Regions from separate parts of the Gossypium arboreum genome. Here region 2 is linked to region 1. Evidence: chromatin contacts called from public Hi-C data. All regions are on one chromosome and are shown on one strand. Each heading gives the region's core, a stretch centred on a gene start, on an enhancer-like site or on the middle of the called end of the contact. The rest is flanking DNA. Distances are from core to core; before and after follow the strand shown.

Evidence for each region. Hi-C and Micro-C count contacts between places; a contact is called where the count stands out from the background.
Region 2: a contact with region 1 is called in a Hi-C map of leaf, with 2.9 times the contacts expected there. The contact joins the enhancer-like site here to the promoter of LOC108477784 in region 1. A contact is called at or near these places in 2 of 5 Hi-C or Micro-C datasets (both in leaf).

What each region holds. Positions count from the first base shown.
Region 1 is chr12:45,864,808-45,871,623 of ASM2569848v2, reverse strand. It overlaps LOC108477784 (basic leucine zipper 4-like), which reads left to right and starts at 3,709. Exons shown (of 1, transcript XM_017780278.2): 1 at 3,709-4,653. The coding sequence starts at 3,799. The coding sequence ends at 4,365.
Region 2 is chr12:46,167,969-46,174,784 of ASM2569848v2, reverse strand. No RefSeq gene overlaps it. Among protein-coding and RNA genes, the nearest start is that of LOC128285281, 4.0 kb to the right of the region's middle. Within about 2 kb of position 4,319, at least 2 of the 2 cell types and tissues checked have an H3K27ac peak or open chromatin away from gene starts, as enhancers often do. A contact at or near this core is called in leaf, where this site is marked.

The sequences.
Region 1 (6,816 bases), core at 2,460-4,959:
GTTGAAAAATTAAATTTTGAAGATGGTTTTGGAGAAGTGTTGTGAATTAGTACAACACCATTATCAAGTTGGATGTTCCAAATGATGCTGCCAATGAATATTTAAAAGGCAATTGTCTTCTTAAAGTAGGAATAGATTGGAGAAAATAATGATGAATATTGTAGTATTTCAAAAGTAATCATAAATTTCAAATACTAATTAACTATTTTATTATTAATTTTAAATAAGATTTCCCGCCATTTTTCTACATTTATATTTCCTCTAAAGTTGTTTTAAATCCCATAAAAAATCTCAGTCACGGAGCTATAATTGAACAAGTGAAGCAACCGTAGCAAAAATATCATATACAACAAATATTATTTGAAATTCAGACTTACTTGGCCTTAAATGTGATTGGATGGAAGTGAATTTTTTAGAATTTTAAAAATTATTTTTTTAATCTAATGCGTATTTAATTTTTCTTAAAAGTTTATTTAATTTTTTTAAAAATTTTTACAAATATTGAATGTAACACCTTGAACCCGGCCTAAACATCATAGTTAAATCTAGAGAGTTACACTAAACCATTTTTGAGACGTTCAACTTATATAATTAAAATTCAAGCAATCCAAAATCATTTAAACATTTGTAAACAAACCATAAGGATCCCATCTTTTAAAAACAACATTCCAAAAGTTTGCAATAGTATAAATCCAGTTAAAATAGTAGAACGACTAAACGAAAAGGCTGAGCTCTTGATACGCCAACTTGCCTAAGTCTAAGGGTTACTTGAAATCCAAACAAACAAATAAAAAGAGCTTGCAAGCTCTGTGTGTAACATGTTTAAACAATTTAACAAAAATGATCTTAGACATGCTTTTGGATCTTTATTCAGACAGATTTTAGAATCAAAACCAAAATCAGAAACAACGTATATTAGATACAAATGTAGAGCATATCAGAAATAGATTCAAATCTTACCCCCATCCACTACACACTATCTCCAAGCATCGCTACACACTATATAGGGTATCAAGTACTCATCCATCCCTACATACCGCATAGTGACTATATGTCACATTTCAGATTATTTGCAGGCTAGCTTCCAAATTAGAGTGCGATAAATTGCTAGAATCATATATGTATGTGGCTTAGTCAACAGAGTCGACAAATTATTAAACTGCCCACACTTCCTTCTTTAATGCAAATCCCATCCCAATGCATATGCAGAACTAACAGATAACAGAGATAGGTATATAGTGATACAAATTCAGAACATACTTAAATAATTCATATCATACTTACTTAGCAGATATCATATAAGACATATATACAAAAACAAATTATACGCCAATAGATCATCAGATAGCAAGTTTTACAGCTTAATCCAGATCATACAGACCCTACAGAAGGCCTACGTTCGATTAGAATGATGTTTACGGTTCTAAGAAGAATTTCAAAATTTTGGCCCACAAACCCATGTGGATTTACATGGCCTACTTGGCTGGCCCTTGTGGCCCACACGGCCTGACACACGACCGTGTGGCTCATATCAGTGCCTCACACAGTTTGTCACACTGTCATGTGACTCAAGTCAAAGAGTTACACGGTCTAGCACCCGGCCTAACACACGCTCGTGTGACTCAAGTCAGAAAGTTGCATGCTCTGATACATGACTTGGCACACAGCCGTGTGGAGTCTGCAATCCCAATTATGGCTTTCTCTATTCGCTGATTTCTTGGGTTTTCATTAAACACTTGATACGAATTCGATGTAGAAGCAAAAATGCTGATTCTAGAACCTAAAAACGACATTCAAGTGACCAATCAGACCATTTATTCACAATCAAATCACTAGAATTAACATCTAAAACCGTAGTTACATTTAAGAACTTCGACAAAAAATCCTCAAAATGAAAACTAACGTTTACCGATAAACAAGCAGCAATTACACAAAGCTTAATTTGTTGGAGAAACATTAGACGTCGCTCACTCCTCTCCTGATTCGAACAAACCAATTAAACCAACAACCAACGAAGAATCAATCTTTACAAAGATCTCAAGAAACAAACTGAAAAATTCACTAAACTAATAATCTATAAATAGAATTACACACTTACCCGAATGAATTAGAACACCTAACAGTATATCGAGCGAAGAATTCCCACACTAATGTCAAGAATTGAAGCAAAAGTAAAAGAAAAGAAACTAAAAAGAAAACACAAGGAAAACAAAAGGGAACAAAAAATCGACAAATTTTGGGAAAAATAAAAATAAAAAAGTGGAGAAAAAATAAATTGATTAAGTGATTTAAAAAACAAAACTTATTTATTTAAAAAAAAAATGCCAAACATTTCCTTATTGCTTCCATAGAGACTTGAACGCAAAACTAAAGAATTAGTTAAAGCTTTACCACTGAACCAGTAAGCCCATTGTTAATATAAATTTACATAGAATTAAACTTAAGTTGAGAGTTCAAAGACAAAGGTTGAGTAAAAAAGATAACAAAAATTTCCAATAGTGGGACTTAAATCCCTAATCTCAAACGCACAATCAATGCTCCAAACCACTGAAGTAAATACATATCTTATGACTAAATTTAACAAACAAAAGTTTAAAATTTTGAGGCGTTACAATGAAGGTTAAAGTTATTGGATTTTTTAGAATTTGAACATAATTTTGTAAACATTAAGGGTTAAATTTTTTGAATTTTTTTAATATTTAAGATCAAATTAATAGAATGCCTAAACATTAGAGGGTTGAATTTGTTATTAGACTAATAAAAAAAGGGCTTTCCGTCACTCATCTAACGGCAACTAATGGGGGAATGATTAAATTATTTAATTTCTAAAAGTTTAGTGATTAAATAAAAAAACAATAGCTAGGTGACTAAAATAGAACTAAAGACATAGTTAGGTGACTATTTTATAATTTACCCTTAATTGTTGTATATAATCTGATTTATATACTAAATACATATGTTTATGTTTAAACTTTTAAGAGTGAGGTTGGGCGAAGAATTTTAAATTTTAGAGATTTTTAAAATGTTAGTATTTTAGAATTCATAAAATCAAAATGGTAATAATTGTAATTGATTAGTTTGGATAAATAGTTCTTCTATGAAAACTTGAAATAATGAAATTTTACAAACTAAAAATATAATTATAAAAGAAAATTAATAATATAGAAAATATTCAATATGAATATCATTAGATTTGTAAAATTATAAATATTTTAACCAAATAATTTAAAAAAAAACTAAAATTATGTAAAATAAATCGGATATCAAATTCCTCAAAAAAAAATTAATTACTATATTATTATTACCGAAACAACACTCTAAATCCTTGGTTGAAACACACACCTTATGGCATAACATTGTACTGAACTTTGTTGAAAATTTTGGAAAATGATCCATGACTATGAGGAAGTAGGAATTTATGTGATGTTCCTTACATTCAGGAACTTCCTAAGAAGCAGGAACTTAAATTTCTTTCACATTCCTGTTCATTAGTTGAATTAAATTAATTATGGGGTAATGATGCCGCCCCAGAAAAGTTTGATTAAATTATAATAAAAATTTAAAAGTAGGCCTCATAGATGGACATGATCGAATGCTTTTGATCTGATGGAGACTTGAACCATCTATCTACTCCCACCCATCACCTAAATAAATGGCTTTTTAATTAACTCTACTTTATTGATAATATTACCAAACTACCCTTAAGCTGCCCATAAATACAGGCCTCCTACGCTGCATTTCTTCCCTTTTCTCCTCCTCTTCTTTCCCCATGTATGTTTGTTATTCTTAAAGGAAGCCATGTTGTCCACTGTTCCGGCCATTATTTCCTCCAATCCCATGATGGAAAGTGATCCATTTCCCTCTCTCCAAAGCGCTTGGGATTGCTCCCAACTTTTTTCCACTACCCAATCAGTAGGACCCGCTCGGTCCGGTTCCGCTTCGACTGAACTGAACCAAACCCAAACCCAAACCCAAACTCACTCCAATTCCGGTTTGGACGAATCAAACAAAACGCTTTCCATCATCGATGAACGAAAGAGAAGACGCATGATATCGAACCGGGAATCGGCCAGGAGGTCACGGATGCGTAAACAGAAGCATTTAGAAAACCTAAGGAACCAGGCGAACCGGCTTAGAATCGAGAACCGAGAACTGACTTACCGTTTGAGGTTCCTTTTGTACCACTGTCATCGTGTAAGGACTGACAACGACCGCCTCCGATCCGAGTCCACTCTGCTCCGACAAAAATTGTCGGACATGCATCAAAATTTGCTATTCAAGCAGCTGCAGCAGTTTTCATCTGCATGGCCATGCAATAATGTGACTGTCATGTCCGAACAAATTCCACCACCATTAATCATCTAAACGCATACATATATTAAACTTCACAATAAAACTACATTAAATTTCTCTCCAAAAGCGAGAAACTAGCTATCTCTTTCTGTAAATTAAAATGGTGTTAGAGAAAGAAAATGGATGGGTTTTTTTTCTGTCTTCCTTTTTTGCTAAAGAGATACGAAACCACAGAGTATTATAGTGTAGAAATAAGTTGAGTCAGTGTTTGGTTTTTGTCAACGTTATTTTTGTTTTCTTCTTTTTTATTGTTAGCTTTGAAAAATCCCTCCCACTATGCAATATAGCAAATCATTGAAACTTACTTTTTTATTATTTTGTATATCTCATCCTAATGTCTCAAAGTTATCATTTAATTTTGGGTTTCATTTCATCACTCCATTGGGTTTCTAAGATACCCTTGCTCTAATATTATATATGATAAAATATATTGGTGTTGGTAAACTATTTAAATTTGATTCGATAATTATTAAATTAAATTCGAACTTAATAATACTTGATTTGAACAGTTCACAAGTTATATTGAGCTTTTTATTTTTTTTATTTTGTTAAATTATGTAATTATTAAGTTGAGTTCAAATTTGAATACAAAAATTGATAAATAAATTTAATCGATCTCGAACTTAAAAATATATCTTTGATCAAATTCGAGTTAAATATTAAACTTTAAATTTTAAATCAAGTTGGAACTTAATAATATTTAGGCTCGGCTGAATTTGATTATGCTCCTAACAAAAACAAAAAGAAGTTATTGAAGGGTAAGGTTGTCCTTCCCTTTGGCATAAAGTGAAATAGAATATGCTAAAATTAACAGTGAAGGAAAGGTTTTAACGGCTAATGATGAATCCCCTTGCGGCCCCAAAAAATTCAACTATATTTCAGAAATAAATTTAGATTATAATAAAATGTAAAGAAGATGTGATAGAGAAATGAAGGATGTATGGACTACCACTAGAATTTAGATCACCTATTTTTAATTAAGTTTAGTTTTATGATGAGCGTGGAGATCTTCCCACTAAACCCCAATCCAATCACTTTATCATCCTTCCTTCAATAAAAGAAGAGAATATAAATATCTTCCCACTTGAGCCACAAAAGATCTTGCACCTTCTGTGTTCATCCACAATTCTTGATTGCGTTTGCCACAAATCCAACATACTACTGGGTGCACCCCACTTATTTACTTCTTCTGATTGCTTCATTTTTAGTTGTAAAAATTATAGTTAAAAGATAAAATATTTGAAACTAAATCTATATCAATAACAAATGAAATATAATTTTTAAGTAATTAATATAATTTGGTTGTAAAATTAATGATACATAAAATATTTTAAAATATAAATAAAACAATAAATAATATTTAAATTAATATAAAGATTCATAAAATATAAATTAATTTAATTATTATTTACTTTTAAATAATCAATATAAATAATGATATTTTAATAATTTCACTTTAAAATAAAATTTAAAAAAAAACTAAATTACCTAAATATCAACTTTTACATTTGAATTGAAAGTTACTTTTTGGAAAAAAAAATTTTATTGAGAAGTTAAATATTCTCTGTTACTTCTATTATGGAAAAACACTTTTGATTTTGCAAAAGCAATGGAAAACAACTTTGTATCAAGGTTATTTGAATTGCACCAGGTTTTTAATTTTTAAATATTTTTTTTAAAATTTTTAATAATTTATTTAATCGAATCAAATGATTCGATTGAATAGATTAAACTAATTATTTGACTAATTCAACCATCAATCTAATTTCTCCCCCAAATCACATAAGTTTATAAAGAAAGCTCATGAAATTTCTAAGGTGATAATATGGTTTTTTTTTTTAATAAAAGTACTCTAAATTTTTTTGATTAATTACGAAAATGGGCTAACTTAAAAATCATGTATGAAAATGACATGATTTCTACAATATTTGTCGATACCATCAGACACATCAACGGCACCGACCCCCACATCAGCCAATGATTGCATTTTTTCAACAAAAAAAAAAAAAATAGTGATGTTGCCGGAAAAATTGGCAGCATAGAACTGAAGTGTGATTATATAAGATGTTTAGGAACTTGATGAAGCAATTACCATTTTTAGATTGGCTGAAAAAGGGTACATTTTTTCAACTTTTGGTTTATTTGCATGTTAAGTCTGTTCTTTTTAAAATTAAATTTAAATAGCCTTTAAAATATATAAAAATAACAAAATAAACTCTTTTCAATTTTTTATTTTAAAAAATAACAAACTTAAAAATTATATAAAATTCATTCCTAGTGCATTTAAATTTAGATAAAACTAATCTAAAAGGGTAATTATTTCTTTAAGTCCTTAAACATTTCATATAATTATACTTTAGTCTGACACCGTCAATTTATCAGGTGGAATCACTATTTTTTTAAAAAAATAATCATTGACTGCTTATGGGGGTCGTTGCCGCTGATGTATCTGGCAGAACTGAC
Region 2 (6,816 bases), core at 3,070-5,569, 300 kb before region 1:
AGCTCAGATGGGATTACTTTCAAGTGTTCTTCTATCGACTAAGGATTCCCTTGATCTGATATAGGGATGTTGTTGTTAATCCTCTGATTCCACCATCGGTCGTACTCAGGAGTAGTCATGGGATTGGCAGCAAACTTCTTCATTCTACGAGTCTGGTTCTAGGCATTTGATATCTCACGAACTTTCTTTTTGTAATTATTCCCTGTGAACACGAACTCGCACTGGGCTAACCCGTATGTTGGTGGTGTAAACTGTCTGGATCTGTATTGTCGCAATGCAAGAAGAGGAGCATACCCGATGGCTCCCCATACTCCTAACAAGGGAACCCAATCGAAGTCTCTGTATCGGTATAATATTTCATCAGGAACCATCCACGGGGCTCTCCATTCAACATCTTCTTCTAGCAGATTTTGGAGAACCGTGATCTAATTTTCTTCTGTCACATCTTCTCTCCTCGGTGTAGCCACTAACTCTTTCAGCGGAGAGTAATTTTCAGAGAAGATACGATCTGAGACCTTTTCCACTTTCCAAAAATGGTCAGGAACTAGGATAGCAAGAGTCGTGCACATCCAATAAATCTCCTTCACCACTCTTCTACAAGTATTTAATGATCTGAAAGTTTCAGCCAAGATTGCGGGTGCAGTGTGGTTCCTTTACCAAGCTCATCAAAAGGCCAACAACGACCTCGTCTATATGCCCCAAAGCTTTGGGAAGATGACCATCCATAAATGCTCAAGGCGAAGACATCTACCCTTTTCTTCACGTCGGGGTGCGCTAAGACTAGATCCCTCAGGTTCCTCCAAGGAATGCATTTACAATCTCCTTTTTGTTTGATCAGGGTTGTCACCCACTGTTCGCTCATCCCTGTGATGTTCATCAGCTTTTTTGAAAATGCTGGAACGTTAGCAGGTCTGGCATAAATTCTGTCAACCTGAATCTTTGGGCAATGGAGCAAGGTCGTGTATTCTTCTATAGTAGGTACCAAATCTACTTTCCCAAAAGTGAAGCAACTGTAAGCAGAAGTCCAATATTGGGCAAGGGCTCGAAATAGGTGTTCATCTACCTTGACATCGAGCAGATAAGGTAAATCACCGTAATGACAATAGAATAACTGTTTGACCTCATCATCCCACTGACCCCAAATTTCTTTCATCTCTTAGAGATTATTCTGAGTTACGCTGATCCGAGTAAAATTCCATAACTCTGACACGTGCCCCTCGATAAGGCTGTCACCTTTCTCTTGTTGTGTTGTCTCAGCCCATATCCGGACAGTCGCGTTGTCTTCTACTTTATCAAAAAACCCCTTTTCCATGATAAGCTATTTATTTAGGAACCGAATGCGAATCAACACCTTTTATAATGAAAATGCCATGCAAATACAATCAAAGTAAAACAAAGCAAGTCAGTAATTTATACACAGTTCAAAGCAAACAAAGAATAATAAATATAGCACTTGCTCAGGTGACCACTAGGGTTTCAGAGTGGCTCTACCTAGGGTGGGCTCCTAAGTCTCTTTATATGTGGTTTGGTTCTAGAGTAAGGGTACCTGAACTAGCAGATTCCTTGATCCTCACCCATTATAGGTTCTTATGGACCGAGTTCAGTTCAGGGGAATACATTTCCCTATGGCTGCACGGAAATGAAAATCTCACGAAGACATAGGTACGGATGTATCCCGAAAGTGATCCGCTATCCTGCACGGAGGTGAAAACCTCACGAAGGAATAGTTTCTCACTCCCACTTAAAGGGTGTGACAACAACGGTCATGCAATGCAATGTGCGAGGATATATGCATAAAAACTTGAAGCGATTAAAGAAAATGGGAATAAAATGATGAAAACCGTACGGAAAACGGGTGAAATACAATGAAGGGATCATATATCAAAACCAAATTCTCAATTTTCGACAAAAAGACAAAAGTTAATCAACTTGTGGCTTGACTCTCTTATTTGGTGTCCCTAGTGGAGTCGCCAAGCTGCCGTAACCATTTTTTAAAAAAAAACGGGAATCGACTTTGATTTTTGGAAATGAAAACGAATAGAGTAGTCGCCACCAATCTTTTTTGATGAGGTGTGATCGGATCACCTTAAATTAATCATTTTAATAAAAGTTAAGATTTATTAAAACGATAATTTTTGGTCTATGAAAATCAGAAAATGAGTTCGAGAGTCGGTTACGCACGAGGAAGGATTAGCACCCTCGATACGCCCAAAATTGGTACCTAGTTGATTAATTAGTGTCTTAGTGTCGAAAATTTGAAAACTTGAAAGAATTTAAAATACGATCCCTCTTTGTAAAGAAAATGCTCAAATGTTAAAGACCTTCTCGTCTCACAATATAAAATGTCACATCCAGTAAGTTAGGACACGATATCTTGAATTTTCAAGAGCGAGCTTGCCTTTTATATAAAAATTCGTGTATTTCAAAAGGTTATTCAGTTAGTTAAGGTGAATGAGGAAAATCGAAACCCAGTAAGTTAGGGCACGTTTCCTCGAATTTCCGAACACCGAATATTACCTTTCTTGCAAAAATCTTATTTCGAGGTAACAAAATGCCATACCAGGTAAGTTAGGGCACAACACCTTATATCTCCGAGAATAAGCATTTTTCAAAACTCATGTCGCGATTTAAACGAGTATTCCGTTATTTAGGTTAAAGGAGAAAAATCGAAACCCAGTAAGTTAGGGCACGATTGTCTCGAATTACCAAATACGGAATATTACTTTTATGAAAGAATTATTATTGGGTTGGATATAATGATAATAATAATAATATTAAAGTAAAGTAAATAATAATACTATATATAAAAATATATATATGTATATAATAGAAATACCCACTACTATATAATAATAATAATATAATAATAAATATAGAAATAAAAAGCAAATATAATAAAAATATTAAATTAAAGTAATAAAAACAATACTATATATAAATATATATATACATAAAATATACACTAATATATAATAATAATAATAGTAATAGCAAAAATAATGAAAATATGAGTAATATTAATAATATATTAGAATACAAAAGTAAAGTAATAACAATAGGGTGAAAATAATAATAATAATAATAATACAAACAATGATATATATATATAATAATAGTAGTCGAAATAAAAATAATAGAAGTAACAATAATAATAGTAATAATATAAATAAATATGGAGAGTGTATATATAATATAATAATAATATAAATAATAATATATACATGAGAAATAATAATAATATAAATAATAGTAAAAATAAAAAATAAAAAATAAAACAAAGCTCTCAACTCTCTCCTCTCTCCCCATTCCTACCATGGTCCTATTAAGACTCAAAGGCCGGACAAGACTTGTCACTGCCTTTACTTGTCATCACGCCACCGTCTTGTGATGGTAAAATTTAAAAATGTATTATTTTTGTTTTCTTTTTATTTTATATCTAAATATATGTATACTATTTTTGAAAGAAAAGAAAAAAAGAAAAATGTTTATATGTACAAAAAAGTGAAAATAAAAGGAAAAAGAAATAAAACCTTAACGCGTTTGAATTTTTTCTTCTTCAATACTCGCTTTTTTATTTGATTTTTGCTTGCAAACCTTTTGCTTTTACATTCTTCTCTTTTTTTTTGTATCCAAAAAACCTTTCAAAAATATAATTCTTTCCTCCTCTCCTTTTTTTACAATGGACTTTTGGTTTTGCTTTTATAGCCATCTTACATACATTTCTTATCATTCTATGTCTCTTCTCTATTTGATGGCGTAGGTGCAAGTGGGAGGCAAGGTGGTGGAGTAGGTGCAAGTGGGAGGCAAGGTGGTAGAGTAGGTACAAGTGGGAAGCAAAGTGGCTAGGGTTGTCTTTTTTTTTTTTTAAATAAGTTTAGGTTGTATTGGGCTAGGGTTTTTATTATTTGGGCTTAGTTTTGGGTCTGATTTTGTAATTGGGTTTGTGAATTGGGTAGGATTTAAGTTTGATTTTAATTTGTTGGGCCGGGCAAATTTGGGCCTCTACAAGCACGATAGTCACTGACTGTGGTAGTTTGCTGTAGTTTGGGAAGTTGGCCTTCCGGGGATTCTAAATCACGAGGTTGGAACCTTTTAATGAGGGTGGAAGTGAAATGAGACCAACCAGTAAGTTGTTTGTTACGATACATCCAATCATACCATTCAGCAGCTGCATCATCCAGATAGAAAGAAGCGATAGTCAGTTGGTCATTTTCATGGATGTTGTAAAAGGAAAAATAGCGTTTGGCTTGCAAGACCCATCTATCAGGGTTCTCTCCGGAGAAGTGAGAAAATTGAATTGAAGAGGGTTTATGAGTGCCCAAGGGAGTCGAAATCTGAGTTGACGAAAGGCCGGAAGTAGATTTAGAGGTAGAAGTCGGTAGAGAGGTAGGAAGACGGTTTAAAATTTCCTGAAGCATTTGTTGGTGAGATGCAAAGGAAGAAGTCAAGGAGTCGAGTTCTTTGCGGATGGTGGATTGGGATTCTTGAACCAATTTTACTGCCTCATCGAGGACCTTCAGGCGGGTACCATCAGCCATCTAAGCGGATGGTCAATGAAAGCACCAAATGGAGTGGATTAATTTCCTGCAATCACAAGTAGTATAACACTAGAAGGAAGAAACGAGCTAAGAGAATGGTTTATTTCAATTGCAGCAGATTGTTGCTAAAGTAAACATAAAATAACCAATATCTAAGAAGAAGAAGGAGATGAGAAAAACAGAATTTTTCAGTGTTTACAATAGAATTGCCTACATCTTTCATCATTCCTTTGTCCTTTTGTACTCTAAGTCGTTACTCCTCTGCTGACAAGGCTCCTATAACAAAATCATTGAATCTCTGAGGTGTCTTGCGGTTGCGGTTGGGTCTCGTGTTTGCTGTTGGCCCATTGATCTGATCCTCTTTATGTTGATGGTGGTGCTTTGTGGCCCATTCACAGCAGAATCTCTTGGTAATTTTATGCTAGCAATTTGGATTTAATGAATTTCTTAATTCTATGGTCAGAATTTGATTTATCTTTACACTGGGCGGTTTGAGTTGATTTTTTTAAATGTCGTCTATAACATATTATATTGTACTAACCATCCATGGTCTCAGGATCAGAGTGAGCTTTTAAATTAATTCTGCTTCTTTTCTTCTCTTTTTCTCCTATTTATTTACTTGAAAATTTTGGTTAATTTTTTTGATATGGTGGTGTTAACTGTTTAGTACCATTGGACTCTATTTTTTTGTGTAGCTTATACCTTATTACCTAATCATGTTGGCTGGGCTCACCTTTAAAAATTTATACATGTTATATTTTCCTAGACTTTTCATGCTGAACTTGACTGTCAAATATGTTGCAATTGTTGGTTAGGTTTAGTGCTTCTAAGGTGCAAAAATATGCTTTTAGATGATATTCAGTATAGTGAAAACGCATTGTATCGTATGTTACTGATAAATTCCGACAAAAATAATTGCTCGATAACAGGCTTTCAAAATATTTTTTAATTTGGGAGTTTTGCTTCTTTTATCTATCAGTTGGGTATTATTCAATTATTTTCTTGTAAACAAAAAAGAAAAGAAAACCTTTACCAACTGTTTCTTGACATAGATCATCTACTTTTCTTTTTGCAGCTTTCTCCTGAAGGACTAGAGATTCAGTATGTATTAATTGTATTTGAGGCTGTAGAGTTTTGTGATCTAGTAACTAGTGACACACTTTTGGATCACATTTCTAGAGTTCGAAGTAAATATCCATCGTATACAGTTTGCTATCTTACAAATAGACTATTGGCATACATTAATAAAAGGTCAGAGTTGCTGAACTTTACCTTTATATAGATGTTCAACCCTTGTTGTTTTTGATGATTCTGTAATTCCTCTCTCCTCTATGTTTGACTATGTATTAATGCCTTTTGGATGCAGTTTTCATGCTAGTAATGCTATTTTATTATGTTGTGGTTTTGTTATCTGCCATTTCCATTTGTATTATTTTCTCTTTCCTGGCTCGCTTCCCCCTATGTGATTATTACTTGCGAAGTTGCACAATTTCTTTGTAGGAAGATAGTATTTTATTTTTCCTCTTTTGGCTTTTAAGATGAGATAGTGAATAAATTTTATGATATCAATAATGCTATCTTGATAGACGTTTGTTGATAGAGAAAAACATGTTAAAATTCCAGGTTGGATAAAACTGTATTAGACCTAAGAAATGTTCATAAACTTGAGAGACAATTTTACAATCAAATAGTTTTGTTATTTTTTTCATAAGTGGTTCTGTTGTCTTTTTCTGCTTATAATTGATAATGAAGTGATTTGTAGTTTTTTGTTGGCTACTTCATGATGCTTAAATAATGTGATGAAATTCAATATGGATCTTGGCAATGTTTTAGGGAAAATTAAAATATAATAGGAGAGGGATCTATTATTCTTAGAGCTGATAATGGCTGGGCGGCCTGGCCCGGCCCGGCCTGAAGGCCCGCCCAAAAAATGGGAGGGTTTGGGTAAAAATATAAGCCCGAAAAATAGGCTTTGGCAAAAAAATGAGGCCTGTTTAGAAAATAGGCCGGGCCTCAGGTAAGAGTTTTTTGACCCGGGCCCGGCCTGAATTATATATTAATATATATTTTATTTTATTTTTAATCATTTTAAATTTTTAATATAACCATTTTTTATTATATTGTCAATTTGTGTATTATTTTAAGAATTATTTTAGTATCATTTTTATTTGTTTTAATATTTGTTTTTATGTTTTTAAATATATTTGATTTATTATATATTTAAATTTTTTTATTTAATAAAATAAGCAAAAAAAATTAATATGGGTCTGGTCGAGCC